Regions from separate parts of the Mus musculus genome. Here all the other regions are linked to region 2. A link is a contact called in public Hi-C and HiChIP or PLAC-seq data. All regions are on one chromosome and are shown on one strand. The core of a region is the stretch at or near the end of the contact, and the rest is flanking DNA. Distances in the headings are between cores, read along the strand shown.

Region 1 (3,289 bases), core at 94-2,593, 76 kb before region 2:
GTCAGTGGAGATGCTGCTATGGTTCTGTGATCTCAGAGACAATGTGAGCCACTCGTGTTATATATGCATATGTACACAAACATGGAATATAGAGTTCACAGACTGCCTATATACCAAGGCACTAGTTAATGTGAGCTCGGGTTCATGTTTTCAGTGTGCTTGCTTAGCTCAGAAGTATGATTTTCTTCAGATACAGATAGATGGCTGATGTACAGTTCTCAACCTTTCCTCTCAAATGTGTGTGTGTGTGTGTGTGCGCGCGCACGTGCACACATCTGTCGGTCTTTTTGAAGACAGGGTCTCTCTATTATAAAGCCCTGGCTGTCCTGGAACTCAATGTGCAGATCAGGAAGGCTTCAAGCTCATGGGGATCTCCTTGCCTCTTGCCTTCCCAGTGATGGGATCAAAGGTGTTGCACCCCCATACCTGGCTTCAAATATATTTGTGTAACTAACAAGATGATGAAAGTGGGACCATTCCTTCCACCCTGTTGGCATCGTTAGAAATGCCCCTCTGAGCCCCATCTCTTAGGACTTCAGCGTGATGAACCGCTGAGCTTTGAAAAACTGTTCTGCCTTCAGTTCCTCTCCCCCCTCCCTCCTGTCAAATGCTTTCCTCTCTAAAGTGTAGATGATGGGAAAGGATGTTGATTGGCACGCCTCTGTGAACCAACACCTTCCCTTGACTTAGTCCCTCTACCCCACATAGCTTCACTCTGTATTCTTCTGACACACCATACGTGGGTTTTTGTAAAGTGTCCTATTTAGAGGAAAGAAGATTCGTAGGAAATGAACACACATATGTACTGCTGTCTTTTTTTTTCTTTCTCTCTCTTTTTCTTTTTTCAGCGCTGGCAAACCAACCAGTTCTCAGAAAGGACAGCAAAATGAGAGAATTGTTCCCTCAAGTTAAAAAGTTGGAGAGCCGTAAATGCCAACGCACTTTTGAACTATCTATAAATCTGAACCAAAGACTTTTTAAAGTTTGTTTTCTGAGAAATGGCTCATACTGTAATGTGGGGCTGGCCTGCAACTGATGGCAATCCTCCTGCCTCAGCCTCTCAAGTGCTGGGATCATAGTGGCGGGCCACTCCAACTGGAGTGAAAAACCAAAGGGCGACGGGGGTTGGGGGGAGACCGCCATAAATAACTCAATGAAGTGAGTTCTCACTGACAGTTCTCAAGACCGTCATCCCTGAGTCTAGATAAAAAGTTCCAGGTCCTTCCGTGTCAGGCAAATCTGGAAGTTGGGCTTACGCACACCGCTCGGCTCTCCTTGCGACAGCGCCCTCATCCCCGGTGTTTCTCAAGTAGACGTCCCGAGACGGTCGCTGAGGCACTGTTTCCACGCGATCAGGGTTCCTCAGGCTTGACATTCAAAAGTGGGTGCGGAACCCGCGGCACTCGGAGCGTGCTTTAAAGCGGCCGCCAGCCAGCGCCGCTCTAACCTCGCGCCCCGGCTGCCGGCGGCTCCCGCCCTGCATCTGCGCCGACGCGACCGAGCGATCCCGGGGCCTCCCTGCGCCCGGAATCTCCCGCCAGCCGCGCGGGTCCCCACGGCAGCAGCACGTGGAGCGGCCGCGGAGCCTGAGCGACAGCTGCAGCCCGCGCGGCCCGCGGCGACATGGAAGGTGAGCTCGGCGCCGCTGCGCTGGGGGCTTTGAGCAGCCGGAGCGGCGCGCGCTCAGAGGCTCGGCTGGCTTCCTTCTGAATCTCGGTTTTGCTTCTATTTATTTCTTTTAATTTAAATGCGTGTCCGTTCTCAGACACCCCCTCCCCCAACTTGGGAAAGTGCTAAGTTCTCTTCAGTTTTATTTCTTGGGGGTTGTGAGACGGGGGCATATGTATGGGTCACCTTAAATCTGCAAAGGACAAACAGTCTTGGGTGTCCCTAAGTTTGGCACCAAACCTGGGACGGAATAATCTCCCCCTCCCCCGGGTTGGGGGTGGGGGGGACGCTCCGCGGTCTCAGTCTCCATAGGAATTAGTTTAATCTTAGTTACTTGAGTCTACTTTTCTGTAATGTGACTTTTCTGTGAATACTGTCTTAGTGGCTAAGGGCATATTTGAAAATGATTAGCAATTGTAGTTAGTTAGCTTGGAAATCAAATGAACTTAAAAAAAAAAACAAAAAACAAAACCAAAGGGGGGAAAAAACCCGAAACAAAAATAAGGCTCACGTTAAGGGTTTCATTTGAATTCATTTCGGAAGTTATAGCTTTGCTTCTCAGAAGCCTCGCAGTATGAACTTCCTTAAGATAAGTGCAATTTCACATTTTCAACAAGTGTTTCTAAAACTCTGAAGATGGAAGATGTGGCTCAACTTTGGGGGAGGAGAGGTGGCCCTGAGAAAATCAGAAGTTGAGCGCTGCATTCGTTTAAAGGAGAGAGATACTGACGCTTACCTAATTGAAGTGTTGGTCTGTAAATATTATGAATATCACAGTTACTTTCTTCATGATGGTTGAAGAATCTCTTTTAACACATGAACCTTGATCTTTTGGCATCTTTATTTAGTTCTAGTGTATGTGAAGCTATGAAATATGATTAACAAGTTTGGAACACAGTTAAATATGATAAAGCTTTGTTTCACAATGCAATTGAGTGGAACACAGCCCTTAATTCTCAGCTTGTGCATGGTATGCTGGTAAATGTGGCTTCTTCTTCTTCTTCTTTTTCTTCTTCTTTTTCTTCTTCTTCTTCTTCTTCTTCTTCTTCTTCTTCTTCTTCTTCTTCTTCTTCTTCTTCTTCTCCTTCTCCTTCTCCTCCTCCTCCTCCTCCTCCTCCTCCTCCTCCTCCTCTTCCTCCTCCTCCTCCTTCTCCTTCTTTTCTTCTTCTTCCTGCTTTGACTAATGTAAACATATTTTTTTCTCTCAGTAAAATGGCAAGTGGTAATGCAAAGCTTTTAAATGTCCGCTGTTGAATGATGCTTCAAACATTTTCTCGTGAAAAAAAAAAAAAAAACCTGTATACTTCTAATGTTTTAGTGTCAAAGTTTAAAAAATAACTTCAAATTGTTTTGACACTTAAATAATGATCTATGAAATGTAATATTTTACATGTAAAAGTTTCCTCATCCAAGAACAGAGGGGTGGGGGGGTTGGCATGGTGTATACTATAGGAAACTTTATTTTAAAACGAGCTCCCATGCTTTAATTATTACAAATAATCTCTTTTCCTGAAGTTGCTGGCCAGTTCTCCAATACCATGTCCTAGTTTTAACCGTGTCGTTTATTAGGAATAATGTAAACCCACAACTGGAGTATTTTTGTGCAAATGCTATTAGCTGA
Region 2 (3,277 bases), core at 321-2,820:
CTGACTCCCTCATGTCCTGAAAGGAGTGTTAGTAACTCCAGTCTTCCTTAAGTTGAAATCAGAATCACTACCAAGCACCAAGTACCCCACTTTTCTTTCCTATCTGCCCTACCTTTTTTCTTCCCTCCCTCCCCTCTCTCTCTCCTTTCCTTCCTCCCTCCCTCCCTCCTTTCCTCCCTCCTTTCCTTCCTTCCTTCCTTCCTTCCTTCCTTCCCTCCCTCCCTCCCTCCCTTCCTTCCTCCCTCCCTCCCTCCATTCCTCCCTCCCTTCCTCCCTCCCTCCCTCCCTCCCTCCCCATCTTCCTCCCTCCACCTTTCTTTCTTGACATGTGGTTGCAGTAAAGTGAGTGGGAACAGCCATGGTACATAATAGGAAGCAGCAAGAAACACACTTAAGTGACCTGAGGAACTTCAAGACTCAAATAATCATCCATATATTTCCATTGCCCAGCGTTGACTGTAATATTGGATTTGCAGTTTGTCTGGAGGTCAAATCATTTTTGCCTTCCTCTTTAGATAATAAAACCCCCATAAGTTGCTCCCAGTGGAGTAGAATCCCCAGAACTTGCCTCTCCTGGTCTAGCAGTATAGCCCAGTGGCCTCTGCCCAGCCTCCCTGTGCTCTCCCTTCACTTCTCTCTGGACCCCCCCCCCTCCACTTCCAGGCAGGCCTTCCTTCCCAGATTCCGGGTCTGGATGCCCTCCCATCCCTGTTCCTGCTCCTCCCTGTGCCCATTCTCACTCTGCACTTCAAGCCCGTGCAGTCTTCTACCCTTCGCTGTGGCTGCAGTCCCCTCCTCCACTTCTGATACCTGCTGATGATTGTGAGAATTAAACAACAAGGAGCCATGGTGGCTACCACTCGGCCCTCTGCCCTGTCTGTGAGAACTATCTCACTGTGGAGGGCTGAGCCACCATGAGCAAGAAAGCAGCCAGCATGTGCTAAGACGTGACTCTTAAATTGCAACCATGGTCTGGTCACCATGGACAACCTTGGAAAAAGTGAAGCAGTTTGAGGTCTCGGTTCCTCTTCTGTCAGAGACAGCAATCCACCTTGAAAGCTTTCAGCCTTGAAGGGGTGGCAAAGTGTGGCAGTAAGCTTAGTCTGTAGCACAAAGCTCAGTACTGTAGGGCTGCAATAAAAGTCGCTTTTATCATTAGCATCTTATATGCAATATATAGTGGCTCTTGACCTTAGACCCTGCAGACAGAGCTCTAAGTCTGCGTGCCCAGTCTGTGCATCTAGGCTCCCAACAACCTTGTTCCCGTTGCTTCAATACAGGCGTGCCGTTACTCACTTGAGAAATACCAAAATAGAGGTTAGCCGCCTTTAAGAAGGTTTATAAGGAACAAGTGGCCCAACCAGGCAGCCTCTGAGTCTGCGTTCAGGATCATTTCTGTCTTCATCAGAAGAAAATCTCTATGAGCTGCCTTGGAAGCAGTTCTACTCTTGTGGTTTGCCTAACCTTTCTTATGAGTGTATTACTAAAGAAACGTGAGCTATTGGCTTCTCAATTACTGTAGCCTACCCCTTCTGCGTTTCATACACATTGAGTCATCCGGTCTGCAGGTGACTGATAACCATCTGCAGCGATCAGGTTACGGTAACTGGGAGATGAGGGGATCTGATCAGAGTGAACTGTGTGCACGTGAAGATGTGGGGCGGGCGCTCCCCTCGTCGAGTTGAACAATGGTCTGCATTAAACCACATAACTCCCGTCACCTGACTCCATTCTTCCAGGGCTTTGGTCTCCCTTCCTGTCTTGTCTCTTTCCACCTGTGGTATCCCAACTGTTCGCTTTGAGGTGCTTCGGGTGGTGTGGATGAGAGGGGAGGTGGTGGCGTGCCTACATAACCCTGGAAACTTCCCAGAGCCTCTCTGTCATAAGAAACAGTGATTAGAGATCTCCTGGTACTTAGGGAGGTTAGCAGAGCCAGCCACACTGGGAAATGACCTTGAAAAGATTAAGAAACCAGATTTCATCAGCCCTGTGCCGTTTCCAGGGGAACGGGTGTGGGTGAACTTGGTGTTTCCTGTTCTCGGTGTCATTGATACAGGCAGCCATCATCATGAAGGAGAGAACCAGTCTGGGAGCTGGGAAGAAAACCCACTGGTTACTTTGGCAAACTTGTACATTCTTCTGTGGCTTCCTAGTGAGTTGTCAAGTTAGGGCTTTTTCTTTTCTTTTTCTCAAATATTAGTGTAGGAAGTAACAGGTCCACAAGGTCACAGGGATGCAGGGTAAACGCATCTCAGATCTCCTAGCTGACCTTTCTGCCTCCCCGCCTTGGTCTGGCACATCTTACACATTGCTGTTCATTGATCACGACCGTCTTTCCTCAGAGGCAGGTGACCACTTGCTGCGTGTTTGAATCCAACCACACTCTATGGCTGGTTATTCAGAATGCCTATCATTTGGCCCTACTGTATGTTTTCCAGAGTCCTCTGTTTGATTGTGGCCCTGGGATCAACCCTAGGGCTTCACACAGATAGACAAGCACTCTGCCATTGAGCTATAACCTCAAATCTGTCTTTAACTTTAGAGACAAACATTCACAAAGCTGCCCAGGCTGACCTTGAACCCCCTTTGCAGCCCAGGCAGTCTTCCATCTGGTCCTCTTCCCTCGGCCTCGGGAGTAGCTGGGATTATAGGCCTACCTCTTTCTTTTTGTTTTGTTTTCCAGCTCTTTCTTTCCCACAATATGGGATACCTGGAAACACACAGGACATTTGTAAACTTTGATCTCTATGAACAGAAAACCCAGGCCATTGAGGTGGCTCAGCAGATGAGGGCACTTGGTGACAAGCCTGGTAACCTGAGTTCAAAACCAAGGTCCCACATGGTGGAAAGTTAGAACTGAGTCCCACAGTTGTCCTTTAACCTCAACAAGCATGCTGTGGCACACGTGTGCCTTTGGACAAAGCAAATAAATAAAAGTAAGAATACAGGAACGAAGGGAGGGAGGAAGGAAGGAAGGAAGGAAGGAAGGAAGGAAGGAAGGAAGGAAGGAAGGAAGGGGAAAAGAAAAAAGGAGATGCCAGCATGTGCCAGGTGCTGTGTATGTGCCCAGTCCTGCCCTGAGTGCCTTCCAATGACCCTGTGAGGAGTTACTGTGTTCCTTTCACACAGGGTCACACAACTAGTAGACAATGGAACCAGAATCAAACCAGCCCAAACTAGCCCATGTGGCTGAAGCCCGTCTCAACTACCACTGTTACCCCAGTGTGTGGCCATTACAGTGTGGGGCTCTGTGAAGTCTGAGAAACACCTTCTGTGG
Region 3 (3,700 bases), core at 1,105-3,604, 130 kb before region 2:
TTTCTATTCTCTCCTCATATTTGCTTCCACCATCGCTTGACTTTCTCCAAACCCTCCCTCCCTCCCACTCACAAGGCTGGTCCCTCGGTGGCCACCTATGTGGACCACATCTTCTCATCTCATAGCATCCTTTCTTTTGTACACTCTGCCTCTTCTTCCCAAAGCCCTCATTCTGGGGGGGGGGGGAATTCTCTCTCTCTCCCTCTCTCCCTCTCTCTCTCTCTCTCTCTCTCTCTCGTGTGTTATGTGTGTTCATGTGGGTGTGTTCATTTGGCTGCAACGGAAGGCTAGAGGGTGATGTCATTGAATCCCTCCATCAGTTGTTCTCCCTATTATTTCGGCCAGCATCCAGTGACCCACCGAACCTGGAGCTTATTGATTTGGTCAGTCTGGCTGGCTGGTGAGCTCCAGGATCTGTTCGCCTCTCTCCCAACCCCCAACACTGGAATTCCAGACACCCACCCTATGCCCAGACTTTAAGTGTGCACTAGAAATCTGAGCTCAGGTCCTCATGCCTGTAGGACAGGCACTTTACTGTGAACCATCCTCCTTACCTCCCTCAAAGCCATCCATCCTTTGGTCATTACCCACATCTGTATGGTGTGGCTTCTGTGGTCCCCTGTAGCCAGGCACAGGCTCCTATAGCTTCTCCCTCTGAGTTGCTGCACACCCAAATGGCTGTTCATTCTGCCACCCCCACCTCCATCCCATGGATTCAGGAACTCTGGAATTTTTTGAGTCTAGAATAATCCCAAGAAATCCAGGCCCCCAAATCCAGGCACCAAAGTGCTCCAAAGAACAACCAAGAGAGAGAGAGAGAGAGAGAGAGAGAGAGAGAGAGAGAGAGCAAGCTGCTTCTTCATAACTGTACTTTTGATACTGTTATGAATCGTAATGTAAGTCTCTGATAGGCAGGAGATCTGATATGTGACCCCTGTGAAAGGGTCATTCCACGCCCCTACCCCATCCCCGGCTTGAGAACAGCTGGGATAGAGGGCAGATGGGGCAGAGGAGGTGGTAGAGCAGTAGGTGAAAGGCTGGGGCATAGGGCCAAGAGCTCAGAGCACTGTGCTGAGTGTAGAGGAGTCCTCTGAGCGCACAGGCTGCGCGGGAGGAGCCCGCTTGACCGGGCGCCGCGTCTCATCTCGGTTCTGCCACACATAGCGGATCAGATAAGCCACTACCAGTGTCAGCCAGCCCCCCATGGTGACTAACAGGGCCACATCCGTGCTCCTTCGGGTCCCACCTCGTCCTGTCCCACACAGCTCTTCCTCCCTGGTGAGCAGAAGGAACTCGTGTCCCACGAGATCTGGTCGGGCTTCTGGACCACACACAATGCCTGTCCCGGAGCCTGGAGCCAACCTGACGTGCCTGAGCACTTCCTGTAGGGCACAGTCGCAGCGCCATGGGTTGGCAGACAGGTTCACTTGGATCTGCAGCCCCACGAAGGCTGCCACAGGCACAGATGCTAGCTGGTTGGCAGAGAGGTCGAGGTGGCGCAGAGTGCCCTCCAGGCCCTGGAAAGCAGCCCCTGAGAGATGAACAAGAGCGTTATGAGACAGGTCTAGTTCTTCCAGGGCAGGCAGGTGCTGGAAGGCACCAGCTGGCACTGATGCCAACTGGTTGGCGTCCAGGTAAAGCTTTCGGGTGTCGTTGGGGATACCGTTGGGCACGGCACTCAGACCAGCCCGGCTGCAGCGGAATGTCTGTTCCCCGGCTTCTTCTGCTACGTAGCAGCCCTGGGGCAGTGCCAGGGGGCGGGGCACAGAGCCCCCGGTGCCAATCACCAGCAGGAGGGGCAGGAGGCGAGGAGCTAGTAGGGGCATGGTCGCAGATAAACATAATCCTGGAGTGGAGGAGAAGCTGGGGAATAGACGAACCTACGACAGAAGAGCAAAGTTAGAATTCTACGTCCCACTGAAACTCGCTCCTGCTAGAGTCCCTCAGTGGACCCTCTCTGGACCCAAGCCTGTCCTTTCAGGGCTCTCTTAGCCCAAGGTCCATTGGTCTGTCCGACCGTCCCTCTGTCTGTCTCTGTCTCTGTCTCTGTCTCTGTCTCTGTCTCTGTCTCTGTCTCTCTCTCTTCAACAGGACCCCGGGGGAAGGAATCCCTTAGACTTGGAACGTTTGGGTTCTATTGATTCTAGATTAATCTGTGAGGTCCTTCTGTCCCTTTGCCCTGCTGAAATGGGCCCAAGGGGCCTGTCCAAGCTATTTCTTCTGCTTGAATCTTCATTTCCTTCGTTGAAATAAACATTTTTGTCCTCTAAGTACCTGTATGACTGCCAAGGGAGGCCAGGTAAACACCAGGGAGGCGGCCTGGCTGGCACTCGTGTCACAAGAGTGACATATTAGCGATAGATCCCAGGTTGTTCAGAATATACAAGTAGGTAGCGGGTGCCTCTGGCGCCGCCTTCTGTGCACATCAACTCCCCCTTTTCTGAAAGCATCTACCCCATCCTGCTTCAGCTCCTGGATTAGCTCACCTTCCCACCTCTCTCCCTTCTCCTTCCTGCCTCTCACCCTGGTTGGTGGCAGAGTCCTCTCCTGTGCTCCTGCCTTTTTTCCGGAAGTAGTCCCCCTGCCAGTGGGCTCTGGAGACCCGTTTCTTCCTTCAGAAGTCCTGTTTGCTTCAGCAGCTGAAAGCTGTGACCTGGGGCCCAAGAGTGTAGAGTTTCCTGGCATATGACTCTAGGCCCCAGGTGTCAGATACCTGAGCCATGGCCTGGCCAGGCAATGCCAAGAGAGAGCAGATCCCAGACCCTGATGTTCGGGAGACAGGTCTGGATTCCATTTCCTGCCCCAGGCTTTCCTCTCATAACTTAGCAGTTGCTATCTCCTATCAGCTGCGAGAATGGCCTCCCAGAACCTCCTTTTCTTGCCCAGAGCCTGGCTGGCCAAAAGGATGGTGGTTTGGTTGCCCTGGGTGCAGAATCCTACGATTCCCTCTCAGCAACTTGCAGCACAAGCCCCCTCCCGCTATTTTTTTTTTTTTTTTTTTTTTTTTTTTTTTTTTTTTTGTTCTCTGTAGGTCCCTGGTACCGACCCGGTCTTTTCCTCATCTTCAGAGGATGCCCCTGAATCTTCACAGGGCCAACCCTTCTGACCACCAGGAGGCGCTGTGGTTTAGTCTCAGTTTGCTGTTGTAGATGGTCGCTCTAGGAGTTGAAAGCTCTTTAAGTCTGATGTGGTGAATTGTTTTCCTGCCAACTTTTCAGTACTGAACTAGAGGCCAACCCAGATGTTCTTGGGCTCCCAGGATGGCAATTTGAATCCTTCTTCAAGCCTGAGACTGCGATGACTTATTCAAGGACCCTTCATCCTAACGATTGTTTGCAGGGGTCCCACCATTCTTCTACATCCCTTCTCCTGATGTCCTGGGGGTGGCCGGAAGGAAGGATTTGAACTCCGGAGAGTGTTTTGTGTCTATGTCTGAGCCCTTGTGAGTGAACAGTGGCAGAATGGAGGGGCTCCGTGCAGAATGGACGTGAGCGAGCTTGTGGCAGTGAAGTCCAAAAGCTATTGTTTTCATTACATTTTCCAGAACTGTCTGACTTGACTTTATGGTTGCAACACCAACACAGGTTTTCCTGCTCCACTCACCTGCTGTGTTTTGCAGCGACAGGGGTGACCCGAAGTCATGGGTATGGATGTAGATCAGTTGTTCTCAGCCTATGGGGTCACACCAGCCTGGGGTGGG

What was found. A called contact is a pair of places that touch in the nucleus more often than the background predicts. HiChIP or PLAC-seq counts read pairs in DNA pulled down with a chosen protein or histone mark.
Region 1: a contact with region 2 is called in a Hi-C map of Th2 cells, with 2.2 times the contacts expected there. The contact joins the promoter of Ikzf3 here to the enhancer-like site in region 2. A contact is called at or near these places in 11 of 39 promoter capture datasets (the C10 cell line, the HPC-7 cell line, HPC-7-derived erythroid cells and 7 more), 1 of 15 datasets of contacts at CTCF or cohesin (CD8 T cells), 58 of 484 Hi-C or Micro-C datasets (the AML12 cell line, B cells, CD4 T cells and 39 more), 19 of 115 datasets of contacts at active chromatin or transcription factors (the 230-238 cell line, CD8 T cells, the SCID.adh cell line and 11 more) and 4 of 9 other capture datasets (adipose tissue, embryonic stem cells, liver and 1 more).
Region 3: a contact with region 2 is called in a BATF HiChIP or PLAC-seq map of CD8 T cells, with 10 read pairs. The contact joins the promoter of Lrrc3c here to the enhancer-like site in region 2. A contact is called at or near these places in 14 of 39 promoter capture datasets (the 3T3-L1 cell line, the C10 cell line, the HPC-7 cell line and 11 more), 1 of 15 datasets of contacts at CTCF or cohesin (CD8 T cells), 11 of 484 Hi-C or Micro-C datasets (B cells, the Ba/F3 cell line, the G1E-ER4 cell line and 6 more), 11 of 115 datasets of contacts at active chromatin or transcription factors (CD8 T cells, the SCID.adh cell line, astrocytes and 8 more) and 4 of 9 other capture datasets (adipose tissue, liver, macrophages and 1 more).

Annotation. Positions count from the first base shown.
Region 1 is chr11:98,544,085-98,547,373 of GRCm38.p6, reverse strand. Ikzf3 (IKAROS family zinc finger 3) reads left to right here and starts at 1,343. Exons shown (of 8, transcript NM_011771.1): 1 at 1,343-1,630. The coding sequence starts at 1,624.
Region 2 is chr11:98,468,669-98,471,945 of GRCm38.p6, reverse strand. All of the region lies in intron 7 of Ikzf3 (IKAROS family zinc finger 3), which reads left to right. Among named protein-coding and RNA genes, the nearest start is that of Grb7, 23 kb to the right of the region's middle. Within about 2 kb of position 1,570, at least 73 of the 459 cell types and tissues checked have an H3K27ac peak or open chromatin away from gene starts, as enhancers often do. A contact at or near this core is called in B cells, CD8 T cells, CD8 central memory T cells and 25 more, where this site is marked.
Region 3 is chr11:98,596,945-98,600,644 of GRCm38.p6, reverse strand. It overlaps Lrrc3c (leucine rich repeat containing 3C), which reads right to left and starts at 2,354. Exons shown (of 2, transcript NM_001195544.1): 1 at 2,275-2,354; 2 at 1,059-1,880. The coding sequence starts at 1,826. The coding sequence ends at 1,059.